Regions from separate parts of the Sus scrofa genome. Here all the other regions are linked to region 3. The links are chromatin contacts, called in public HiChIP or PLAC-seq maps. All regions are on one chromosome and are shown on one strand. The core of a region is the stretch at or near the end of the contact, and the rest is flanking DNA. Distances in the headings are between cores, read along the strand shown.

Region 1 (3,141 bases), core at 246-2,745, 340 kb after region 3:
AACTCCCATGTGCTACAGGTGGGACCCTAAAAAGGAAAAACAAAACAAAATAAACAAAAAAAAATGACTTGAGCTTTAGCATTTATTTATAAAACATATGTGTAACTTATCCATAGCTTGATTTCTTATAGAGCTGACCTAATTTCTGAGAAGTACTAATCCATTATGCCATGTTAATTCCATGATTGATGTAATGCAGCTCTCTCTTCCAGGACTTGGGGAGCTATGAAAATAGTCATCCCTCTGAGCTACAGAAGCCAGTTTTCTTGTTATGTTCTGTTAAAAGTACACAATGCTATTTGTTGGAAAAGAATTGAAATATGCACACCCTTTGGTCTCTGAATCCTAAACAGCAGAGAAAGGCAAAATGTATCATGTAGACCCCATGACTTCAGACAGAGCTATTTTTAATTTTCAACTTGTGTCTAAACTTGGGAACCAATTTTACTACCTGGAGCGTTCAAAAAAAGTTAACTAGGTTTGCTTCCGCACATAAGCTGAAGTTAACTGCTTTTGCTTCAATTAAATAAATGCTGGCAGTGCTATCAGGTCCTGGCATGACCAGATGGCTGTCGCCACACCTTGCCAGTTGCCAATCAGCATTCAACAGCTGGGCTTGGCCACACAACAGCTGCCCTTGACCCTGGTTTCTGATCATCTGTTGGCTATAAATAGAAGCAGGGTGTCAGGAAAAGGGAGCAAAGTACTTGATACCAGCAATTCAGGAAATTCATCTGACAGTGACATAACCAGCTTAATGTACTGAGCTAGTTTCAAGAATATTTGAGAATCGAGAAACACAAGGTCCAGTATATGGTCATTCCAATGTCGACAGCATGAAACCATGAGTGCCTTTATGAAATAAAGGCTAGAACATTTCCAGATATATATGTTATCATTTTGAGAGCATCATGTATCAGTGTTTGAAGTGCCCTTGGTTTGACAGGTACCACCTGTTAGAATTTGTTTAAGAAATAGAAGAGCATAGCCAAAATTCAGTGTCATGCTTTTCTCATACCAAAAAAAAAATTTTTACAGGCAAAAAACTTGGCAGAGGCTCATCATTCTTCTTCACATTAATGTACCTTCACTCATTTATCAAATTTCATAGTAGAGCTAAAGACTGAGAGATGAGGATTTTTTTGACTCTGATCTGGACCAGGTGATTCCAAAAGAGAGCATTAGGAAGAGATTCTAGGTGTGTTATGTGGCTAAATGTCCTTATTTTCCAAAGAGAAAAGATGGGGGTGTGGGGGAACAGAAAATGACATTTTTAGAAACAAAACTGATGTTTCTGCTGGGCAAGATGCAAGCCACACACTCTGAAGAAATGCAAACACAGCCCAGCAAGAAAGGAAAGAGCCATAAAGTGGAATAAAGCACGAGAGAAAAGAAAAGAGCTGAATTTAAGCTCCAGAGAGGTTTTCGTTAAACCACCAGGATGTTACAGGGCGAGGCTTTAACGGTGAAGGCCACACTTGGGCAGGCCCAGGCGCCTCTCAGTGGGGACAGCTGGTGATGTCCTTCACTGCTGACAACTGGGGTGGGGGAGTGTGTGGACAGAACCAGCAACTGCGCACTTGGCAACTCTCCATGAAGCTGAGGACCGGCCAATGGGACAGAGCCTGACATCACAGATCCCAGAGGGACAACCTGAGAGGAGGCCTGTGGAGACCAGAGCATCCAGTCCAATGGCTAGGCACAGAGGACCCTCTTCCAAAGTCAAGGACAGCTGAGGACTCCGCACATGTGAGTACTTATACTCTGAGTAGTTGAAAGACTGAAAGCCACTAGGAATTCATAAGGCTTTAAAAAATTACTTGTATTTTGTTCCTCACCACACCATCTATAGGGTTTTGGGAACAAGTCATATAAGTTCTGGGAACCAAGTTATTTTTTTCAGTCTACAAATGGATTAGAGGTCCCCTGGTCATTCCAAGCACAGACAGAACATTTGATCAGGGATTCTGACTTCCGTGTTGACGGGCTGATTAGAAACTGCATTATTTATGCCCCTGTGGGATTGCTGTGGCTTTTGAGGCTGGAAACCACCTGCTGTGGTATCTCTTGCCCTAATTTTAGGTGCATTGATCTCCATTTTTTGGATATGTGCCTCCATGGCAGATTTTGAAAGAGAATTAATCAGTTGTCTTGATTATTTTTCATTAATTGAACTAATCTCAATCCAAATTTGGAGGATACCTTTTTTAAAAAAATTTTTATTATAGTTGATTTACAGTGTTCTGTCAATTTCTGCTGTATTTATTCCTTTATATGTACATATACAATGAATATATATATATATATATACACCCACGCACACATATATTTGTATAACTGGGTTACTTTGCTGTAGAGCAGAAATTGACAGAACATACACACACACACACACATATATATATATATATCATAAACACACACATTCCTTCTCTCATATGATCTTCCACCATGTTCCATCACAAGTGATTGGATATAGTTCCCTGTGCTATACAGCAGGAACTCATTGCTTATCCACTCCAAATGCAATAGTTTGCATCTATTAACCCTATACTCCCAATATATCCCACTCCCTTCCCCTCAGCAACCACAAGTCTGTTCTTTAGATAGGTTCATTTGCGCCATATTTTAGATTCCACATATAAGTGACATCATACGGTATTTGTCTTTCTCTTTCTGACTACCTTCACTCAGTATGAGAATCTCGAATTCCATGTTGCTGTAAATGGCATTATTTTGTTCGTTTTTATGGCTGAGTAGTATTCCATTGTTTATATGTACCACATCTTCTTGATCCATTCATCTGTCAATGGATATTTAGGTTGTTTCCATGTCTTGGCTATTGTGAATAGTGCTGCAATGAACATAGGGATGCATGTATATTTTTGAATGAAAGTTCTGTCTAGATATATGCCCAGGAGTGGGATTGCTGGATCATATGGTAGTTCTATATTTAGTTTTATGAGGAATCTCCATACTGTTTTCCATAGTGGCTGTGCCAGTTTACATTCCTACCAACAGTGTAGGAGTGTTCCCTTTTCTCCACACCTTTACCAGCATTTGATATCTCTAGATTTATTAATGATAGCCAACTTGACTGATGTGGTACTTCATTGTAGTTTTGATTTGCATTTCTCTAATAAT
Region 2 (3,103 bases), core at 332-2,831, 280 kb after region 3:
GCGCTTTTGACCCTAAGAAAGCCAAAATCTGCATCTGCGTTCAAAAACATACTCCATTTCTCCGAGTGGTTGAGTGACCAGGGATTTTTGTGTCCTCTGAGTCTAACTGCTACCAAGAAGCGGCCATAGGCAGAGTGGGGGGAGAAAACTATTAAATAATCTGTTTGCTGCCTGGGATTTTTAAGAAAATGTTTTCACGTAATCACTGTCTTTAACATACAATAGAAACCTTACAAGGAGTCTGTTACCAGCCTAGGTTACCCCAGGAGAACGTGCCCTGCCCAGCAGGTACAGGCCATCATTTCAGGCCAATCCTGGGAGAGGTGACAGCCCTAAGTTGCACGGGAGATGTCTGAGCACAGCTCCCCTGCACATTCGGGACCACCTCTCCATTCTTCCCAAATGCCATATGCACCCAATCCCTGCTCAACCACCCCAAGCACCAGTGCATCCCTAGCTCCCGTCAGCAGGGGCTCCTGGTACAACCCTCTCCTGACACCAGCACTCCCCTCAGGAAGAGCCCCCGTGGACGGCGCGGGGCGGGCGGAGGGTGCCCCTCTCCCACCTACCTTGATGATGCTGCTCCTCCGGGGCAGGCCGCCCGGCTTGCTCTCCCGGGGGAGGGGGCAGGCGGCCGGGCCGGGGGTTGGAGCGAGCGCGGCGCCTCGGGGGCCCCTGGCTGGGCTGGCTCGGGCTTCGTCCCCGGACACGCCGAGGCTGCAGTCTCCGTTGGAAACCCCGGCGCTGTCATAGCGCGCCCGCCCGTGGCCGTGGAGCCCGCCGCCACCGCCGCCACCTTCCCCGGCCCCGGCTTTCAGGGCGCCCTTGGCCCCGAGGGCCGGGCTCGGGGAGGTGGGCAGGGCCCCGCCGGCGGCGCCCCCCCGGCCGCACTCCGCCATGGGCGCCCCGCGACCCGCCAGCACAAAGCCGCGTCCCCGCGTCCCCGCGTCCCCGCCGCCTCGGGCCGCGCGGCCCCTCCTCCTCTCCTCCTCCCGCCGCCGCCTCGGCCGCTTCTTCCGCTTTTTTTTTTTTTTTTTAAATTTAGATGTGCTGTTGGTTTCGAGCTCGCCTCGCGCACGGTTAGAGTCGCGGCGGCAGGATTATCGGAAGATTCCTGCAGGGGGAGAAGAGAGACACAGTCAGCACGGCGGCGGGGCCCGGCGCCCGGCACCCGGGACGGAAACACGCCCGGCACACGCGCCGCCGCGGGCGCCACAAACCCCGCGCGGCCGGGGCGCGAGGCCCCACCCCGGAGAACCGGGCGCCCACCCCGGGGCTCGGGGCACCCACCGCGCGGGCACCGGGGCGGCCCCCTCGGGTTCGGGGAAGCGGCAGGCTCCCAGAAGCGCCTCGGCCACGCGGAGGAGCCTCCCCAGACTCTCTCGGCCCCGGGCGCGCGGCGGCGACGGTGGGGTCTCCCCGGACCCCAACTTCCCGAAGGCCGTCGCGCGCCGGGCCCACCACGTCTCCCCAGGACCCCACCTGGGCCGGCGGCTCCAGGGAAGCGCACCGCGGGCAGGGCGGCGGAGACTCGCCCACCCCGCCGCGGCCGTCTCCTCCCGGGCTCGGCGCTGCCCCCTACAGGCCGCAGGGACCCTCCCCGCCGCTCCGACCCACCGCGAGCCGCCGGACTCCCGCCCGAGGTGGCCGCCGTCGCGGCTGCTCCCGCCCGACCGGCTCATCGGGCCGCGGGAACCTCACCGCCCAGAGGACCGCGACGGGAAGGGGCCGCGGGTCCCGGAGGTCCCCCAGTCCCCCTAGAGCTGCGGCAACTGCCAATCACCCGCCAGCGCCCCGAGGGGCAACGACCGCGCAGGCCGCGGGGCCGCACGAAAGTCTAGAGCTCGGAGCTCGGCCGCTGAGCGCCCCCCTACTCCGCCCCTCACGCGGGACTCGTTCCATTTCTGCCCAGTTCGGGAGAAGACCCTCTGGACGTTCCCCTCTGGGCTTACCCCTTGGGTCAGACACTTCACATACAGAAATCAATTCCGTTCCTTTGAGCTCCTGAAATGTGAATGTTTCAACTGATTCAACTGGTTGCAAGGATGCTGGGGAGGGGCGGGAGGGGAAGAGAGGTGAGAAGCAGAGGACCTGGGCCGAGCCTGTTCTGTGCCCTCTAAATCGTCCTCCAGGGATTTATCACCATCGTCCCTCACTCCCGGTGCCCTTCCTGATCCCGCCGCCAGGGACGGCAGCTGGTCAGGCTCTCTGACGACCCGCCCTAGGTCAGGCACATCTTTGGAGGCAGGATCCTACTTGGATCACTACAGCTCGTCCTTCGTCACTCTGGTCCCCCTCCTTCCCCTTTACGCCAATGCTTTAGGTAGAGTGACCCGCCTAAATACCCTGATCACGTTGCTCCCCCGTGCAAGTACTTCCCCTAGATCTCCATCCTTGGAGCCAGGCAGGGCCCAAACTCCACAGCTTGGTACCCGAGGCCGCACCCAAGCCTGGCCCCACCCACCTCTCTGTCCCAGGCTCCCCGGCTCCAGCCGTCAGCCCTTCTCTAGCACCCAGCTCTTCTCCAACTAGTGTGTCTTCTTTTCGGGAATGCGCTTCCCGCAGGGCAAGAAGGAGAAACTAATAGTCCGCTGGGGGGTAAACTTAAAGACCTTGCTTTCTTTAGCATGATGTTGTAACAAACTGCCAAATAGCCCTCAAGGAAAGGAGTTTTACATACACATGCATACCCGCCCTTGCCTCTGAAGCAACTTCAAATACCTTCGTGTTATTCTTGGGGGCGTTTTTAATTCTTCTGATCTTCTGGATTCATGTTTTTGTAACCCATCTGACGCCAACCTGGGCCTACACGTTAACAGAAATATTTTCACATCGATGGACAACAATGTTTTAATATTTTATACAGTCCCATCCTTTTTTTTTTTTTTTTAGTTTGGTTCTATTTTTTCGTCTTGTGATATTTTTGCAGGAAAATGTATTCAAATAGTTCAAATCAGGTTCTTAATCTGCCTTATTGAATCTATATAAGAGGAGTCGGTGAGTATGCTGAGGGGAGGAGAGGAAGAATGCTGGGCCTTTTTTCTTGAAGTCCTCTAATTTTGATATTTTGAATAAACACCTGGAGATATTTGTGCCTTTTCTT
Region 3 (3,077 bases), core at 487-2,986:
TGAGCTGTGCTTATATAGGGGAAGAGTTCTATGGAACCCCTGGAATTCATATATCTGGTGCTTGCAATGCCTTCTGCCGTTGGTGTATGTGTTGGGGTGGGTCCTGAAAGAGCACTGATGAGCCTCCATTATTTTCCTGGTGACATCCCATATTAAAATTAGTTTTCAGTCTCTAAATATACATTAATGGGTGATCCAGAAGCAGCAGAGTAGTGTGGGTAGCAAGCATAGAACTGAAAATCTTCAAATGTACAGATAATGAGGCACATCATTTACCAGTGAATAGAGAGCCAACTATTTTATGAAAATTCAGGACCTGAGAAGTGCCACTAAAAGTTGTTTATCACTTGTTTGGAGTAAGTACCTATTTATAGATTTTGTTTCAGTTATAGGAGAATATAAATGCATGTACTGTTAATTGATAGGGATGGTCTAATTATAACCCAATAATTTCCAGATGAGCTGGCTGTACTGTAAATCATAATTGCAGCAAGTGTGTCATGGGACCAGGGTTGTTGTATAATTCAAAAATTGATTTTTTTTTACTATTGTGTAAAAGTTACAGGGAAAGCAGATCTGTTGCTGATACATTATTATACATAGAAAATATGGTTCCCTTTAAGAAGGCTCTTTTTTTAGCTTGTTCAACTCAAAATAGCGTAGGACTTCAGATAGTGATCTCTCCAGGGGATGAGTCTGTTGGTAGTGACTGTGCTTCATGTTGAACTTTGTCACCCAGGAGAGAAACCAGAGAACCCCAAAAATCTTCCTTCTCAGTGCTCCTGTGAAATGCTGCATGGTGTTTCCTTTTCCTTTCTTTCCCGTAGTCTTAAAATGCATTCCTCTATCCCTCCCTTCCTTTGTCTGTTTCTTTGAATTTGAACATTTTAAGCATTTACTATAGGTCCAATTTGTAAATGAAATCTCGCCTATAATAAGCATATCAAGTTTAAAGGGTATGCAGTTCACAGATTTATTTTTACATGTTGACATTTATAAGCGCATGTGGTAACTTATGAAATCTTTTCATTACCTAATATGAAATTAGAACTTGTTTAGGTCTTTATTTTATCACAGATGAAACTGACTTCAAGTTTAGTTAAAAATAAATTTTGTCTGTTGTAGGAGGAAGTCAATTTGAGAAGCATGCTTACTTCTTAAATGCATGTAACTTACTTATGGATAAAGACATTTTTAAAAAAATAAGAACATATAAAATCATGCTGTTATTTGTAGCATAACAAAATCTGCTCAGCAAAATCTTTTGATTGCTAAAGATTCCTATGCTTCAGACTAGTAGAAACTTGTTTTTTTCTCTAAGGAAAACATGCACAAAAACTTTTTGGGAAACACTTTTAAAAAATTATTTTCTTTAAAAAATACTTTATATTCATCTTTCTAAGATTGTATTTTCTGTTTCACTGTACTTTTAATAATTAGGTTGATAAGTAAAAGAATTACAACATTAAATATGAAAGAAAAGCTGATTTTTTTTCCTTTTTATGAAATCTAATTATTTTTTCTTATGAAATCCAGGCGATGTAGTTACAGGAAGTGATGCTCAGGTTTCTGTTCCTGTCCAGACTCTAACTGACCTCCCAGGTACAGTTACCATGGCACTGTGGTCTGTTTCTTTGCCTGCAGTGTTCTCATTGCCGCCTCCGAAACTCCATTTTCCTTTTTGCCTGCCCTCCATTCATGCTGTTTATCAGTTCACTCCATTGTTCAGCCACTGGGTGGCACTGTTGTTTAGAACAAAAGTCCCCTCACATGTCATACAGTGGTGGCGGTGCTGAATATGGCTAAGATGTGAGGTTTTGGGGTTTTTTGTTTTTTGTTTTTTTTTTAATTAAGTTTGTCCCAGCCCCTTTCCTTGAAAAACATGATCACTCTATATTTTATGGTTATTTTAACCACATTTTATTTGGCAGCTCACGCTGAGGTGTTCTTTTTATGGCATTAGTGCTTTGTGACAGTATTTGACAAATTAGCTCTGATTATATTATATGTTGTTTCTATGCATATTGTTGTATGTATTAGCCAGAGGTACTTATTACATTTTACCTAAAAGAATTATAACTCAATTTTGAAATATGTTTTTAAGTATAGGCTTTGTATTATGAATTAATTAACAGAATTAAAGTTCAGCATGGCAAATCTCTGCACAGTAATTGACAGTGGCTTAAAATAAAAAGATAATATTTATTGTAACCATTTGTTCAAAATCTAGAAAAGGTTTATTTAAGAAATGCAAAATAAAAATAACCCATATTCAGCACCTCCTGTGAAATTTAGAAATATATAAATATTTAAAGTAGCTAGGTTCATCTTTTATTGTGTAATCTTTTAGATAAAATATGTTATAGAGAGGAATTCTGTATTAAATGGAAGTCTAGACTAACTTTAAAAATCCTCCGTTGGGGTTAATAGATGCAGACTATTGCCTTTGGAATGGATTAGCACTGAGATCCTGCTGGTAGCACTGGGAACTACGTCTGGTCACTTATGATGGAGCACGATAATGTGAGAAAAAAGACTGTGTACATGTATATGTAACTGGGTCACCATGCTGTACAGTAGAAAAGAGACAGAACACTGTAAACCAGCTATAATGGAAAAAATTAAAACATTATTAAAAAAAAAAACAGAATCCTCCACTCAAATTCACACTAAAAAAGGAAGTAGTATCAATTGAAATTCATGTCTTCCTTAGTTTAAAATATAGTCATACTACTAGTATTAAAATACTGTTCTAAATGTGATATGTCACCATGATATCTGTGCTTTTAAATAAATTTACAGAAAATAATATATTGTGATTAGGAGAAGAATGGTGTGTTCTCTTAACATCTTAGAAAAACATACTGCGGCAAAAGAAGGATGTGATCTTACTTCTATATATGGTTCCTCGTTTCACAGGTACAGTTTCTGGCTCTGTTCTGATAATTGAACCAGCTGACCTTTAGTTTAGGGCTTTTCAAGCTCGGGGATTCCGTGAAAGGCTGCTGTTTACTTTTAGTATCTGCTCTTTAGCTTGGTCCGTTATTGCACTTAAATGGATAGTGATGTGGTCATTT

The links. HiChIP or PLAC-seq counts read pairs in DNA pulled down with a chosen protein or histone mark.
Region 1: an H3K27ac HiChIP or PLAC-seq map of skeletal muscle shows a contact between it and region 3, with 12 times the contacts expected there. The contact joins two enhancer-like sites. A contact is called at or near these places in 2 of 2 datasets of contacts at active chromatin or transcription factors (alveolar macrophages and skeletal muscle).
Region 2: a contact with region 3 is called in an H3K27ac HiChIP or PLAC-seq map of skeletal muscle, with 10 times the contacts expected there. The contact joins the promoter of PLCL2 here to the enhancer-like site in region 3. A contact is called at or near these places in 2 of 5 promoter capture datasets (fetal liver and liver), 10 of 47 Hi-C or Micro-C datasets (alveolar macrophages, embryonic fibroblasts, fetal heart ventricle and 6 more) and 2 of 2 datasets of contacts at active chromatin or transcription factors (alveolar macrophages and skeletal muscle).

Annotation. Positions count from the first base shown.
Region 1 is chr13:3,930,720-3,933,860 of Sscrofa11.1, reverse strand. No RefSeq gene overlaps it. Among named protein-coding and RNA genes, the nearest start is that of PLCL2, 60 kb to the left of the region's middle. Within about 2 kb of position 1,495, at least 13 of the 83 cell types and tissues checked have an H3K27ac peak or open chromatin away from gene starts, as enhancers often do. A contact at or near this core is called in skeletal muscle, where this site is marked.
Region 2 is chr13:3,990,708-3,993,810 of Sscrofa11.1, reverse strand. It overlaps PLCL2 (inactive phospholipase C-like protein 2), which reads right to left and starts at 1,581. Exons shown (of 7, transcript XM_021069677.1): 1 at 1,483-1,581; 2 at 570-1,114. The coding sequence starts at 899.
Region 3 is chr13:4,266,845-4,269,921 of Sscrofa11.1, reverse strand. The region is part of intron 19 of TBC1D5 (TBC1 domain family member 5); the gene reads left to right. Among named protein-coding and RNA genes, the nearest start is that of PLCL2, 280 kb to the right of the region's middle. Within about 2 kb of position 1,736, at least 4 of the 83 cell types and tissues checked have an H3K27ac peak or open chromatin away from gene starts, as enhancers often do. A contact at or near this core is called in skeletal muscle, where this site is marked.